Linked DNA regions of Ovis aries: region 1 is linked to region 2. A link is a contact called in public Hi-C data. All regions are on one chromosome and are shown on one strand. The core of a region is the stretch at or near the end of the contact, and the rest is flanking DNA. Distances in the headings are between cores, read along the strand shown.

Evidence for each region. A called contact is a pair of places that touch in the nucleus more often than the background predicts.
Region 1: a contact with region 2 is called in a Hi-C map of skin fibroblasts, with 3 times the contacts expected there. The contact joins the enhancer-like site here to the promoter of CCDC117 in region 2. A contact is called at or near these places in 4 of 16 Hi-C or Micro-C datasets (liver, mixed tissues, skin fibroblasts and 1 more).

Annotation. Positions count from the first base shown.
Region 1 is chr17:68,247,841-68,254,832 of ARS-UI_Ramb_v3.0, forward strand. LOC121816974 (a long non-coding RNA gene) reads left to right here. Exons shown (of 3, transcript XR_009597058.1): 1 at 1-6,992. Among named protein-coding and RNA genes, the nearest start is that of ZNRF3, 20 kb to the right of the region's middle. Within about 2 kb of position 4,876, at least 7 of the 54 cell types and tissues checked have an H3K27ac peak or open chromatin away from gene starts, as enhancers often do. A contact at or near this core is called in tail adipose tissue, where this site is marked.
Region 2 is chr17:68,209,424-68,215,777 of ARS-UI_Ramb_v3.0, forward strand. CCDC117 (coiled-coil domain containing 117) reads left to right here and starts at 1,785. Exons shown (of 5, transcript XM_004017458.5): 1 at 1,785-2,098; 2 at 2,791-2,844. The coding sequence starts at 1,917.

The DNA of each region.
Region 1 (6,992 bases), core at 3,626-6,125, 42 kb after region 2:
AAGCAAGGCCAGGCTGAGCGAGGGGCTCACATTTTAACAGTTCTTATGAAAAAAGGGAAAAACGTAGAGAATGACAGCTGTGTCCATAACTGGATGGTCTTCTACACCCCTCCCTGTGGCTCTGATGCCTTTTGGCCACACCCCGAGACTCATCATCTTTAAGTGCAAAGCAAAAGCCTGCCCAGTTCCCTCTCTTTCCGTTTCAGAACATCCCCAGGCCTAGGCAGGTTCTTGTTGATCCCTTAATTGGGCCTTGACCTGCAACTCTATACAAGACTTCTTCCTTTGGGGACGTCCCTGGTGGCTCAGTGGTTAAGACTCTGTGCTCCCAAAGCCCGGGGTACGGGTTCAGTTCCTGATTGGGGAACTATTAATAGATCCCATATGCTGCACTAAAACCTTGCACAGCCAAGTAAATAAACTTAAAAAAAAAAAAAAAAAAAGATTTCTTGCCTTACTATCTCTCTCTCGGGCCATCTCCTCACATCTTCCTACCTTCCTGATACTCCAGCTGTTTTAACAACTGAGTCACTATTTCCCTTGGGAAATTCTTACTGACTCTGCGCTTCCTTGACTTGATGATTCTTTTATCAACTTTTCATTTCACTATTTTTAAAAAAGCTTCTAAGTGTGGTGTTTGTGTCTGTAACTTTCTTAGATACTGTAGCTTTTTTCAAAGGCCGCTGCCTGGAGGGCTGATAACCTTAATACGACATTACGACGTTTGACCTGGATCCATTTTTCCTGAGAAGCTAGTACTTTACTGATCCCACACTTTCTGAATGCACAATTTAGTAAGTTTTTTTGTTTTTTTGTTTTGTTTTGTTTTTTTTAGGTCAGCAGATCGTAATGGATTTGCTGTGCAGCATGTGGGATCTTAGTTCCCTGACCAGGGATCAAACCCGAGGCCCCTGTGGTGGATGCGAGGAGTCCTAACCACTAGTTCACCAGGGAAGTGTCAATTTTTTTTTTAAAAAGTTATCCCATGATAGGTCAATTTTCCCAAGAAAGAATATTTGCTAAGGAAAGGGTAACCATCTATTACCATTCCCCAAAGTAGGAAGGGCATGATCTCAGGGTAGAGGATGGCCTTTTAAATTTAGTACACTGAGCTTTTTGAAAAAAAAAAAAAAAATGCCCCCACATTCTGCATAGTTTTCTCATTTCTCTGCTTTTTCTGTGGTTTGGCCACCAGGAACAAAGAGGCTGAGGTAAAGGGCACGGACACCGTAACGAGCTGCAGGGCCATCTAGTGGCCATTTGTCAGCACTGCATATGCAAGTGACAACTATTCCAATGGTTGACTCCCACCCAGGGTTTCTGGCATAAGAATCAATCTTGGTCATTTTGTGGAATATCTGAAATCTCACATTACAAACGTTCCTACAACCTTGCACGTAAAATGACTGCCTCGGTACAAATCTTAAGACTGAGTTTCTAGCATTTCAGTGGCGATTCGGAGCACTGTTACCCAGGTCAGACAGGCTTGGGTGAGAGTTTGCTGTCTGTGACGTTGAGCAAGTTACTGGAACAATCTGACTCTCAGTGCCCTCTTGCGCAGTGGAGGTAACAGTGGACAGGACTGTTCTGAAGACCCAGGAAAGTGTGCATGTCACGTCTTTGCCACTGTTTCTGACAAGTAAGCCTTTGCTATTAATTTGTTCAGTGCTTATAGAAAGACAGCATCACCCAGGTGGGCCACAAACCCACCCAACAGGCTCAAGGAAAAGGTTCACTATGAGGAACTCGAGCATTGTCTCAGAAATCCTTCACTTCCTCTCAGTAATGTTTCTTAGTCGCGTGGGTTGTTTTTCTGTTTTTCCTATATATAAACATTTTTTCTCTTGTATCTATATGTATTTGGCTGTGCTGGGCCTTCCCTGCTGCTCAGGCTTTTCTCGGCGAGCAGGGGCTACTCTAGTTGTGGTGTGTGGGCTCACTGCGGTGGCTTCTCTTGCTGTGGAGCACAGGCTCTGGGGGGCGCAGGCTTCCGTGGTTTTGGCGCATGCACTCAGCAGTTGCGCCTCCCGGCTCTGGAGCACAGGCTCCATAGTCGTGGCACGTGGGCTGAGTTGCTCTGTGGCATGTGAGATCTTCCCGGATCAGGGTGGATTCTTTACCACTGAGCCACCAAGGAAGCCCTGTGTGTGTGTGTTTAACTGAAATTAAAAAAAAAAATTATATTGGGGTGTAGTTGATTTACAGTATATTAGTTTCAGGTATACAGTGGAGTGATTCAGTTATACATATACATATGTCCATCCTTTTTGCAGATTCTTTTTCCCATATAGGTTATTACAGAGTATTGAGTAGACATCCCTAGCTTTATAGTAGGGATGTTGTTTATCTTATATATACTACTACTACTGCTAAGTCGCTTCAGTCGTGCCTGACTCTGTGCGACCCCATAGACAGAAGCCCACCAGGCTCCTCCATCCATAGGATTTTCCAGGCAAGAGTACTGGAGTGGGGTGCCATTGCCTTCTCCATTATCTTATATATAGTAGTGTGTACATGTTAATTCTTTGTCTTTGTAAAGGCACTGTGTAGAACCTGATGTGAAGAACTGACTCATTGGAAAAGACCCCAGTTCTAGGAAAGATTGAAGGCAGGAGGAGAAGGGACAACAGAGGATGAGATGGTTGGATAGCATCACCGACTTGAGGGACATGAGTTTGAGCAAGCTCTGGGAACTGGTGATGGACAGGGAAGCCTGGTGTGCTGCAGTCCATGGGGTCACAAAGAGTCAGACATGACGGAGCGACTGAACTGAACTTTGAGCTACATATTTTAATTTTGATGCCATTATACATGGTGTTTTTTCACATTTCACTTTAAAATTGTTTTTGTGTAGAAATCCAGCTATTATATCAACCTTGTATCTAGCAAACTTGATAAATTAACTTCTTTATTTTACAGTTGAGAATGTTTCATTCATTTGGGCTTTCTGCACGCACAATCAGGGGACTACTGCATACTGGTAGTTTTACTTCATTGTATCCATACCATATGGTTTAAATATTGCCTCTCCAATGGCCTAAAGAACTGTGCTAAATATTTGTGATGAGAGCAGACACTGTCATCTCATTCTCCATCTCAGAAAGAAAGCTTTCAAAGTTACCGTTAAGTATATTTGCTAAAGGTTTCCAGTGGGCCAGATTTAATGAGACCTCTTCTGCTTTCTAGACCTTTCCAAAAGATGACTCATATAGATACGAGCTGAGATAATATACTTCTAATTCTTACCCGTGGTTCTCTCAGGATGGGTGTGTGGGGAGAGGTTGTATGACATTGTTCTTGTTCAGTCACTAAGTCGTTGTCCAACTCTTTGTGACCCCGTGGACTGCAGCACACCAGGCTTCCCCGTCCTCCACCATCTCCCAGAGTTTGCTCAAACTCACATCCACCGAGTCAGTGATGCCATCCAACCATCTCATTGTCTTTAGCGCCTTCTCCTCCTGCCTTCAATCTTTTCCAGCATCAAGGTCTTTTCCAATGAGTCGGCTCTTTGCATCAGGTGGCCAAAGTATTGGAGCTTTAGCATCAGTGCTTTCAATGAATATTCAAGGTTGATTCCTTTAGGATATATGACATTACTTGTTGTTTAGTCGATAAGTCACGTTAGACTCGTTGTGACCCCACAGACTGCAGCCCGCCAGGCTCCTCTGTCCTTGGGATTTCCCAGGCAAGAATACTGGAGTGGATTGCCATTTCCTTCTCCATCTGACATTACTTGCTAAGATAAAATTACTTTAGCATAGGAATAATTTACCATGAACCTAGATTTATTTTGTCACTAGAAAGAAAATAAAGCCAGAGAGCAATTTAAACTAACATTACATAACAGTCATCAAATAGTGAAATAGATCGTTCTTTGACGAAGCTTTGTGAAGACATGTCCAAGAACATATTTTTCTCTAAACCTTTCCCATCATCACATCCTCAGACTCTGTTTCAACTATTTCTTTCTAATTTACGATGAACTGCAGCAAGTAGGCAGATTTGGTCTCTTGGCTGGACACTATTGGTGCCCTGCTCACTGGTACACCCACTTCCCAGCTGTTCTGGGTGTTGGCTGCTAAACGCTCATGGCTCCATCCTTCTCTGGAGGATTCTCTTAGCTAACGGGAGCTGCCCTGCCAGGAGATGCCTGGGAGGTTACACACACGGCCCGGGTGGCCCTTGGCCAATGGCTGACTAACAGGGTGGGGTTTAAAGTCCAGCTCCCTGGCCTCAGGGCAGGACAGACTCTGCAGTGTAATAAATACCCCCCAGCTCCCTATGGGATCGGGCTGCGGTTAGACCTCTCCTGAAAGCACGCATCTGCTCAGTTTCCTCTCTGGCTCCGTCCTGCTTCTTTCAGTTCCTCCCAGTGTTCCTCCCTAGGGTCCTTCCTCAATAAATCTCTTGCGCTAGAATCTCTGGCTATCCCAGTCTCTGAGTGGGCTCTCTTTGTCCAGCACCCACCTGAGCTGTCTGTGATTGGTGGGTGGAGCGGGGTGCAGAGTTAGGCAGCCAGGGAAGAGCTGGGGGGTGATGTTGTGGTTGGATCAGGGGATCCCCGGAAGGGGCAGCCATAAAGAAGGAGGAGATAACACATCTGAGAGGGGAAGTGGAATCTTAGGTTAGGTCTGTCTGACTCTAAAGCCTCGATTTGTAACTATGACCTTGGACTCCTCTTCACTCTCTGCCCATACTTTCTAAAGTTTTGAACAGCAACTTTTCTAAAAACCCTGTAGGGGGGTCTCCTTCATCGATGCAGCTTCTAAAGCATTGGCTGCAAGTTGTATGCCCAAGAGGGCACTGCCCCGCCAGGGCTGCCCTGTGGCTGAGGAACTGGCCCACTTTGACTCAGCCCAGACACCAGACCAGCAAGTCGGCAGGGAAGAGATGGTGTTGGGACAACAGACTCTTTGTATGGAAAGGAAACAGGATCAGCTCATTCTGTCCCATCAGACCATGAACGAATTTCAGATGCATCAAAGCTCCCACTGTGGAACGTGAAACCTTACAATTTTAGCAGAAATTTTAACAAACATATTTGGAACATCAGAATGGAAATGGATCTCTTAAAGAAGATGCAAAAACTGCAGACCATTAAGGAAAAGATGGTTAAGTCTGACTGTATCAAGATTAAAAGCATCTGCGTGACAAATCCCATGATAAAGGGAAAAGTGACTGTGACCGTTTCTGACTTACTACTGGGGAGTCAGAAATGCGGAGAAACCCCATCTAGAGCCTGTGCTCCGCAACAGGAGAGTAGCCTCTGTCGGCCGCAACTAGAGGAAGCCCGTTGGCTTTCAGAGGGCATTCAGAGGAGGAAACAATTTCTGGGCAAAAGTAACATTAGTGGAAGCTTGCAGGTGATGGGAGGGTGAGGCGGGCAATGTGGGGAGGGCATCAGAGTCTGATGGAACAGAACTTCTTTCCTTGCTTCCCAAACAGAAAGCTTGAAGTTGGCCTCTTGACTCTCTGTCCGCCTTCCTGAAATTGATCTACAGCTTTGTGCTGCAACAAAGACCCAGTGCAGCTGAAAGTAACTGATTAATTAAATGCTGGAGAGGGTGTGAGAAAAGGGAACCCTCCTATACTATTGGTGGGAATGTAAGTTGGTGCAGCCAGTATGAAAACCAATATGAAGTTTCCTCAGAAAACTATAAATAGAGTTACCATAAAATCCAGAAATCCCACTCCTGGGCATCTGTCTGGAAAAGATGAAAACTCTAATTCAAAAAGACACATGCACCCCAACGTTCAGTGCAGTACTGTTTACAATAGCCAAGACATGGAAACAATTGAAGTATCCATGGACAGATGAATGGGTAAGGAAGATGTGTTCCATATACACAATGGAATATTACTCAGCCATAAAAAAAGAACGATATATTGCCATTTGCAGCTACAGGGACGCACCTAGAGATTATCATACTATGTAAAATAAGTCAGAGAAAGACAAATATCACATGATATCAATTATATGTGGAATCTTAAAAATTAAATACAAATGAATTTATTAACAAAACAGAAACAGACTCACAGACATAGGAAACAAACTTACAATTACAAAGGGGAAAGGGGGGAGGGATAAATTAGGAGTTTGGGATTAACAGAAACTCACTACGGTAAACAAGGACCTGCTGTATGGCACAAGGAACTATATTCAATATCTTGTAATAATCTATTACAAGAAAGAATCTGAAAAAGAAGGGCTTCCCTGATGGCTCAGTGGTAAAGAATCTGCCTGCCAATATAGGAGACATGGGTTTTATCCCTGATCTGGGAAGATTCCACACACCATGGAGCCACTAAGCCCAGGTGCCACAGTTACTGAGCCTGTGCCCTGGGGAACCACGGCGACTGGAGCCCATGGGCCCCAGAGCCCTGCTCTACAAGAAAATTCACAGCAATGATAAGCCTGCACACCACAACTAGAGGCTAGACCCCACTTGCCACAACTGCAGAAAAGCCCAAGAAGCAACGAAAACCTAGCACAGCCAGAAATAAACATCCGTACAAAGTTTTAAAAGGAATCTGTGAAGGAATGTAGGTATCGCTTTGCTGTACACCTGAAATTAACACAACATTGTAAACCAACCGTCCTTCAATAAAGGAGGTTTCCGTCGGCATCGTGGGGCCGTGAGACAAGTGCGCAGCTGCCCAGCTCCGGACTTCCAGTTACACGAGAAGAATAAGACCTCTATTCGGCTAAGCCATTGTAAGCTGAGCTTTCTGTTATATGGAGCCAAACCGATTCCTAGTTTATTCAAGGCCTGAGAGAGCAAGATATGTTAAGCTGGGGAGCTCCAAGTGGTTCAGGGGACTCAAGAAAGGGGGGCTGTAGAGATGACAAGGCTGGAGACATGTTCAGGGACGGGATCACAAAGGGCCTTTGAAGTCTTGCCTAGGGATTTGGGCTTTATCCTGGAGGCTTTTGTTCCTTAAACCTGGATAATGTATAAATGGACTTTTTTTAAAAAAGGAAAACACTTCTT
Region 2 (6,354 bases), core at 535-3,034:
CTCTTATTCTGCAAAGTGGTGATGATGAGAAGCAGTGCCCTAGCACACGTGTATGTTAGTCGCTCAGTTTCGTCAGATTCTTTGTGACCCCGTGGACTATAGACCACCGAGTTCCTCTGTCCATGGGATTCTCTAGGCAAGAATACTGGAGTGGGTTGCCATTTCCTCCTCCAGAGGATCTTCCCGACCCAAGGATCAAACCTGGGTCTCCTGCATTATGGGCAGATTCTTTACTGTCTGAACCACCAGGGAAGTACAGAGTTGTGGTGGAGTTAATGAGAAGCAGTGCCTAGCATAGTGAAAGAAAGTGAAAGTGAAGTCGTTCAGTTGTGTCTGACTCTTTGCCACCCCATGGGACTGTAGCTTACCAGGCTCCTCAGTCCATGGAATTTTCCAGGCAAGAGTACTGGAGTGGGTTGCCATTTTCTTCTCCAGGGGATCTTCCCAACCCAGGGATTGAACCCGGGTCTCCTGCACTGCAGGCAGACGCTTTACCGTCTGAGCCACCAGGGAAGTAAGTGCTCAATAAATGCTCGTTGCTGATGTTTGCTTCTTTCAACTTCTTGTTTTTAACCTCATGTTCTACTCCATCTGGGTTAATATACAATGAGGTGCAATGGACACAAACATTCAGTGCATTGCATCTCATTGTATTGAACATGTTTATTTTAAAAACACTGTCAGCAATTTTCCACCTAGGAATCCATTTACCTGCTTGCAAATATATACAAAAAACTTAGATTTGTCTACACTCAGCCTTACAATGGGGCTTTCCTGGTGGCTCAGACGGTATGAATCCACCTGCAATGCAGGAGACTGGGTTTGATCCCTAGATTGGGAAGATCTCCGGGAGGAGAGCATGGCAACCCACTCCAATATTCCTGTCTGGAGAATCACCATGAACACAGAGGCCTGGCGGACTACAGTCCCATGGAGTCGCAAAGAATAGGACACGACTGAGCTACTAAGCACACACAGCCTTACAATAGAATTCCACTCAACAGTTGAAAAGGAAATGAAGTAGAACTCTATGTGTCCATATGCAACACAAGTATGAGTTCTTGGTGGTCTTTGACTGAAGGGCACTGACTTTGGTATAAGCAACTCAGACTAGACGACGGTGCCGTTTCCCGAGACGGGAAATATGGTCGTGATCAGTGGTTGGGATGGCCAACTCTGCTAGCCCTTTAGCAAGCAGTTGTCTCTGGATGCTCCCAGAGGGAGGCTGGAAGGCTTGCCAGTACCGCTCAGAACTTTGAGGCTTTTCCTGATCTTCCGTGCTGTTTCCTCTAAAGTGTCACCAACTTCATTTACATTAAAACACCGAAGACTCGAGAAGGAAATGGCAACCCACTCCAGTATTATTCTTGCCTGGAAAAGTCCATGAACAGAGGAGCCTGGCGGGCTGCAGTCCATGGGGTCGCAAGGAGTCGGGCACGACTGAGCGACTAACACTATGTGCCAAGAAGTGTTCTAACTTAGAACTTCTAAGGGCTCTAGAGGTTTTAATTCATTTACTTCTCCTATCAATCTTAAGAACATAGGTACTACTGTTTTCAGGTTTTACTACTGAGAAAACTGAGGTACAGAGGTTACTTGACGAGTGAGGATTTGGACCTAAGACCTCTGGTAGGTAGGGCCATCCTCCAGCCCCGAAGACTCGGCCGGGCAGCCATCTTGTTTGTGGTCCTCAAGGACTTCAGCTCCCGGCAGCCCTCGCGCCAGCAGTTCGCCACACACAACAAATCCCGGCGTGCTCCGGGCGGCTTGGGGTGGAGGGTTCTAGAAGGCGTGACGTGGGGTCGGGAAGCGGGCTCAGAGGCGGGTACCTCTCGGCAGTCGCTGTGGCCGCTGCTGCCGGGCCCGGGGACGCGGACGGCCGGGGCCGTGGGCGCAGCCTCCTCGTCTCCCCGGCCATGGCGGCGCTCGGCCGGCCGTTTAGCGGCCTTCCCCTGAGCGGTGGCTCGGACTTCCTGCAGCCGCCGCCGGCCTTCGCCGGTCGGGCCTTCCCGCCGGGGACGGAGGGCGCCGAGCTGGCCCCGCGGCCGGGACTTCGCGCCACCCCGAGCAGCTCCGGCGGGAGCGCGGCGCGCGGACGGTGAGGAGACCGGCGGACGGCGGGGGCGGGTGTAGGCTCTGGCGCGGGCGGGTTGACCCTTTTCGCGACCCTGGTGGGGGCTCTTGAGCCTCAAGTTGCGGATGAGGAGACTGAGCCCCACAGGCGGTTGCCGTAAATCGCGGAGGTCGCACAGCGCGGGGGTCCAGTTCCAACCTCGGCGCGCTTGCGCCGGGAGAAGTGAGGAGAGGTCTGCTCACCCGGGGCGTGCGGGGATGGGAGCAGGACCGACCCGGGCCTGGAGCTGCCCTGGGCGCGCACACGCCTCGCTCCCTCCAGACTGCGGCCCGGCAGCTGTTGTTAGTAACTTTCAGCGACTCTCGGACTCTTGAGTTTCCTCATCCGCAACTTGGGAGAGAAATGGGTCCTTCTAGTGGGATCATAAACTAAAGTGCTCAGCATGGTGCCTGCCCCGATACGTTTTCCCTAGGCTGGTCGCCCCAGTTTATCTCCCCCGGCCTTGACCGAATGAATTTAGCTTTCAGTGTGATTTTGTCAGGACCAGCCAACACTTTTACCTGACTGACCGTGTGACTTGTATATCCATCCCACAGGGCAAGGGAGGGGAGAGCTGATAGTGGGGTGGGCAAGATTATCGGAGCCTGAATTTGGATGCTGAATGTACCAGCTCAGTAAATTTCTCAACTGACTGAGTTTGTTTGTTTGTTTAACAGTATTTCAACTCACTGTAGAAAGAAACACAAGCGAGAGGAGGAGGAGGATGATGAGTAAGTTTCAAGTGCTTTTTTAGTCACTTAATGGTCACTTAATTTAACCTATTTTATATGCATAACTATTTGTTTTTGAGTGAAAAGGTGGAACATTAGGTGTCTCTGAAAGGAGGCCCAAGGAACTGACATCACGGGTTGCCTTTTAGAGAAGTGAGCTGGGCAGGTCAGAGGGAAGCTTGTTACTGCATAAGCGATTGTCATGTTTGAACTTTGAGGCACATGAGTATTATTACATGCACAAAATTTAAAAAAATTCCCAGAAGGCAAAATCTTATGCTCCCAGTTTTCCCCAGAGGGTTATCCTTATTGCCTGTTTCCCTTTAAGGAAGATAATGTAAAAATGTGCAAGTTTATAGCTGTATAATTCTGGGGTTTTACATTTAATAGTAACATACTGTTAACACTGCAACACTGGTGTTTTCATTTTACTCTCCTGTAGCTTGTTACATATGGACACATAGAGTTCTATCTCATTGTTTTTCAACAGTTGAATGGAATTCCGTTGTAAAGCTAGGAATAGGTAATTAACCAGTCTCCCAGTGATGGAGTTTAATACTAACAAATCTAAAGTGACTGTTCTTAAGTTATTTGTGTTTGTAATTAGATACATGGATTCCTAGATGGGAAATTGCTCAATCTTTAAATGTATGCATTTTGAATTTTAAACAAGAGTTGTTGGCAGTTTATACTCCTTTAAACTTAGGCAATGTGTGTTTCTCCATCTTCTCATCAGAATTGTATTTTCAAACTTTTTGATCACCTCTTAACTGATAGGGAAAATACTGCATGTTATAGGCAGGCAGTCTAAAAAAGAAAATGAGTAAAAGACTTCCCCAAAGAGGATATCAAAATGACCAAACAGATGAAAAGATATTTGACCTCATCAGTCTTTAGGGAAATGGATATTAAAAGCACAGTGAGAAACTACTCCACTACCAGATATTGGAGGGTTCTGTGACACCAGGAACTCACAGACACTATTGGATAAGAATGTAAATTGCTACAACACTTTGGGAAACAGTTTTGAATGAGTTGAAGGCACACATACCCATTTACCCAGCAGTTCTTTTTTTGACTATGCATGCTCATCAGAAGACATGTACAAGAAAGTTTATGGCATCCTTGTTCATGATGGGTCAAAATTAACAGTATCTGGACATAATAAATTTTTGCTGAGTTTAGTTCAGCAAAAAAGAAACACTGAACCACACGTACCAACCCAGATGTGTCTTATAAGCATAGTAGGAACAAAAGAAACATAGCACGAATGTATACATAGTCAGTATAATTCCTTATATAAGGGTCAAAACCAGGCAGAACTAAAAGCTTTTAATATTGCATATTTATATGCATGATAATGTGTATTTTTTTTAAATGAAATGGTTGTAAAAGACTGTACTTACAGGGAGGAGGGAATAGAGTACCATTTAGGGATGCTGATGGCATTCTGTATCTTGAATATTACTTTCATGGATTTCTGTTTTATAATTATTATATGTATTTTTATGAGTACAAGCCTTTTATAATTAAAGAAATTAGATCACTTTTAATTTATGTTTTGTAAATTATATTCGATTTTGAACATCTTTTTCATTAAGCCATCTTTTCCTTTAAGCCATTTGTGTTTCATTTTGGGTGAATTCTTCATGTTTCTGCAGATCTTTTATTGACTTATTGGTCTTTTTTATGTATGTTGTATTTTCCCCAGATTTGTTGTCTTTCAGCTTTTGTGTGATTTATTATTTTTTTTTGCCAACAGAAACTTTTAATTTTCTCACCAGGTTGATACATAGACCTACAAGACAGTAGATTTGAAAGTTGCCTCAGTTTAAAAAACCATCTGAGACTTCTCTGGTGGTCCAGTGGTTAGGACTCCATGCTTCCAATGGAGGGGGCGGGGGTTTGATTCCTGATTGGGGAACTAAAATCCTGGATGTCATGTGGCATGGCCAAAAAATTTAAAATAAAAAATCTCTAGACCAGACAACAGTTACGTTCTTTATAGCTTTGGGATTGCTGTGGATGCACAAGGACCTCTTTGCTTTTATCTTTTGAAAGTGTGGAAGTGTTTGTTGTTTAGTCACGTCCAACTCTTTGCGACCCCACGGACTGTAGCCCAAGACTCTCCTCTGTCCACGGAATTCTCCAGGCAAGAATATTGGAGTGGGCCATTCCCTTCTCCAGAAGATCTTCCTGACCTAGGGATGAAACTGAAGTCTCCTGAATCGCAGGCAGATTCTAATGTCATAAATAAAAAATTTGAAGTGTAAAAACCATTGACTTTGAAAGTTAACCATCTTTAATTTGCAGATGGAGAGATTGAGGCCCTGGGAGGATAAGGGACTGGACAGTTGGATGTCGAATGCCCAGAAGTGTGTTGCCTGCTTGCCACTTTAGTGGCTCTTATCAGAACTTTAAAGTCTTTTATGTCCCATTTTCTCTGGGATTTAATCATCATTGATCTCTATAAAGTTGTTCTGCTCCTTCTTAGATGATTTCCTATGTGTATAGCTTTTTCTTCTGTTTTCCAAAACATCGCATACCTTAGAACTATCCAAATATTATGGAAGTGTTTGATTTATGGAGAGGCATTCTTAGTACTTACTTATGAGTTAAAACTAATTATAAGCTAAACATATGATTGAGATTGTGCTTGGTGATACCCAGGCAATAACGTACTTTTGGTCTAAATACTCAGAGCAGGGCTGGTTGTCTGTTCAGGACACCCCTCAGTAGTAAAGAATTGCAGTGCAGGAACAGGTTCGATCCCTGGGTCAGGAAGCTCCCTAGAGAGGGAAATGGCAACCCGCTTCAGTTATTTGCCTGAAAAATCCCATGGGCAAAGGAGCCTGGCAGGCTACAGTCCATAAGGTCGCAAAAGAGTTGGACATGACTTAGTGACTAAACAACAACTAAATGTTGGGCATGTTGCAGTGCTTACAAATACTAGTTTGTGTTAAGAGCTTGAGCAGTTGAACTTCCCTAACAAGGCAGGAGGTTTTAGTGAGAATCCCCTATGAAAAGCATAGAGGATACAGCATCTGTCTCTGGGATTTGGTACCCAAAATCCAACTCACCTTATGTGACACTTTAGAGGGGGCACTTTAGTTTTCTACGTTCTTGTTTCCACATATTTAAAGCAATCTGAATTGAACTCCTATGGTCTCAGTGAAATGTAAAATTTTCTAGAAAGTGAAGATAGTTTATGTTGCAAGCTGGGAGAAAAGTGCACCCCATTAGGCAGGGACCCATACAGCAAATGACAGCCTCTACCATTTTTGGCGAGAACAAAGAAATTAGCAATGTCATCTGCACCTGTAGTACTTGCTGCAGACCTGATGAAGCATGTATTTTTGCCCTAAGGGAATATAGGATGCCTGCAGACCACCTCCTCATATGCCCAGTGTAATGGAGCTGCAGCAGTATGAAAAAGTACGGCTGGCCCTGAATTGCTACTTTGTGATTCTTGGTTTCTTTACTTCCCACTTGACCTTTCCAGAGCTGAGT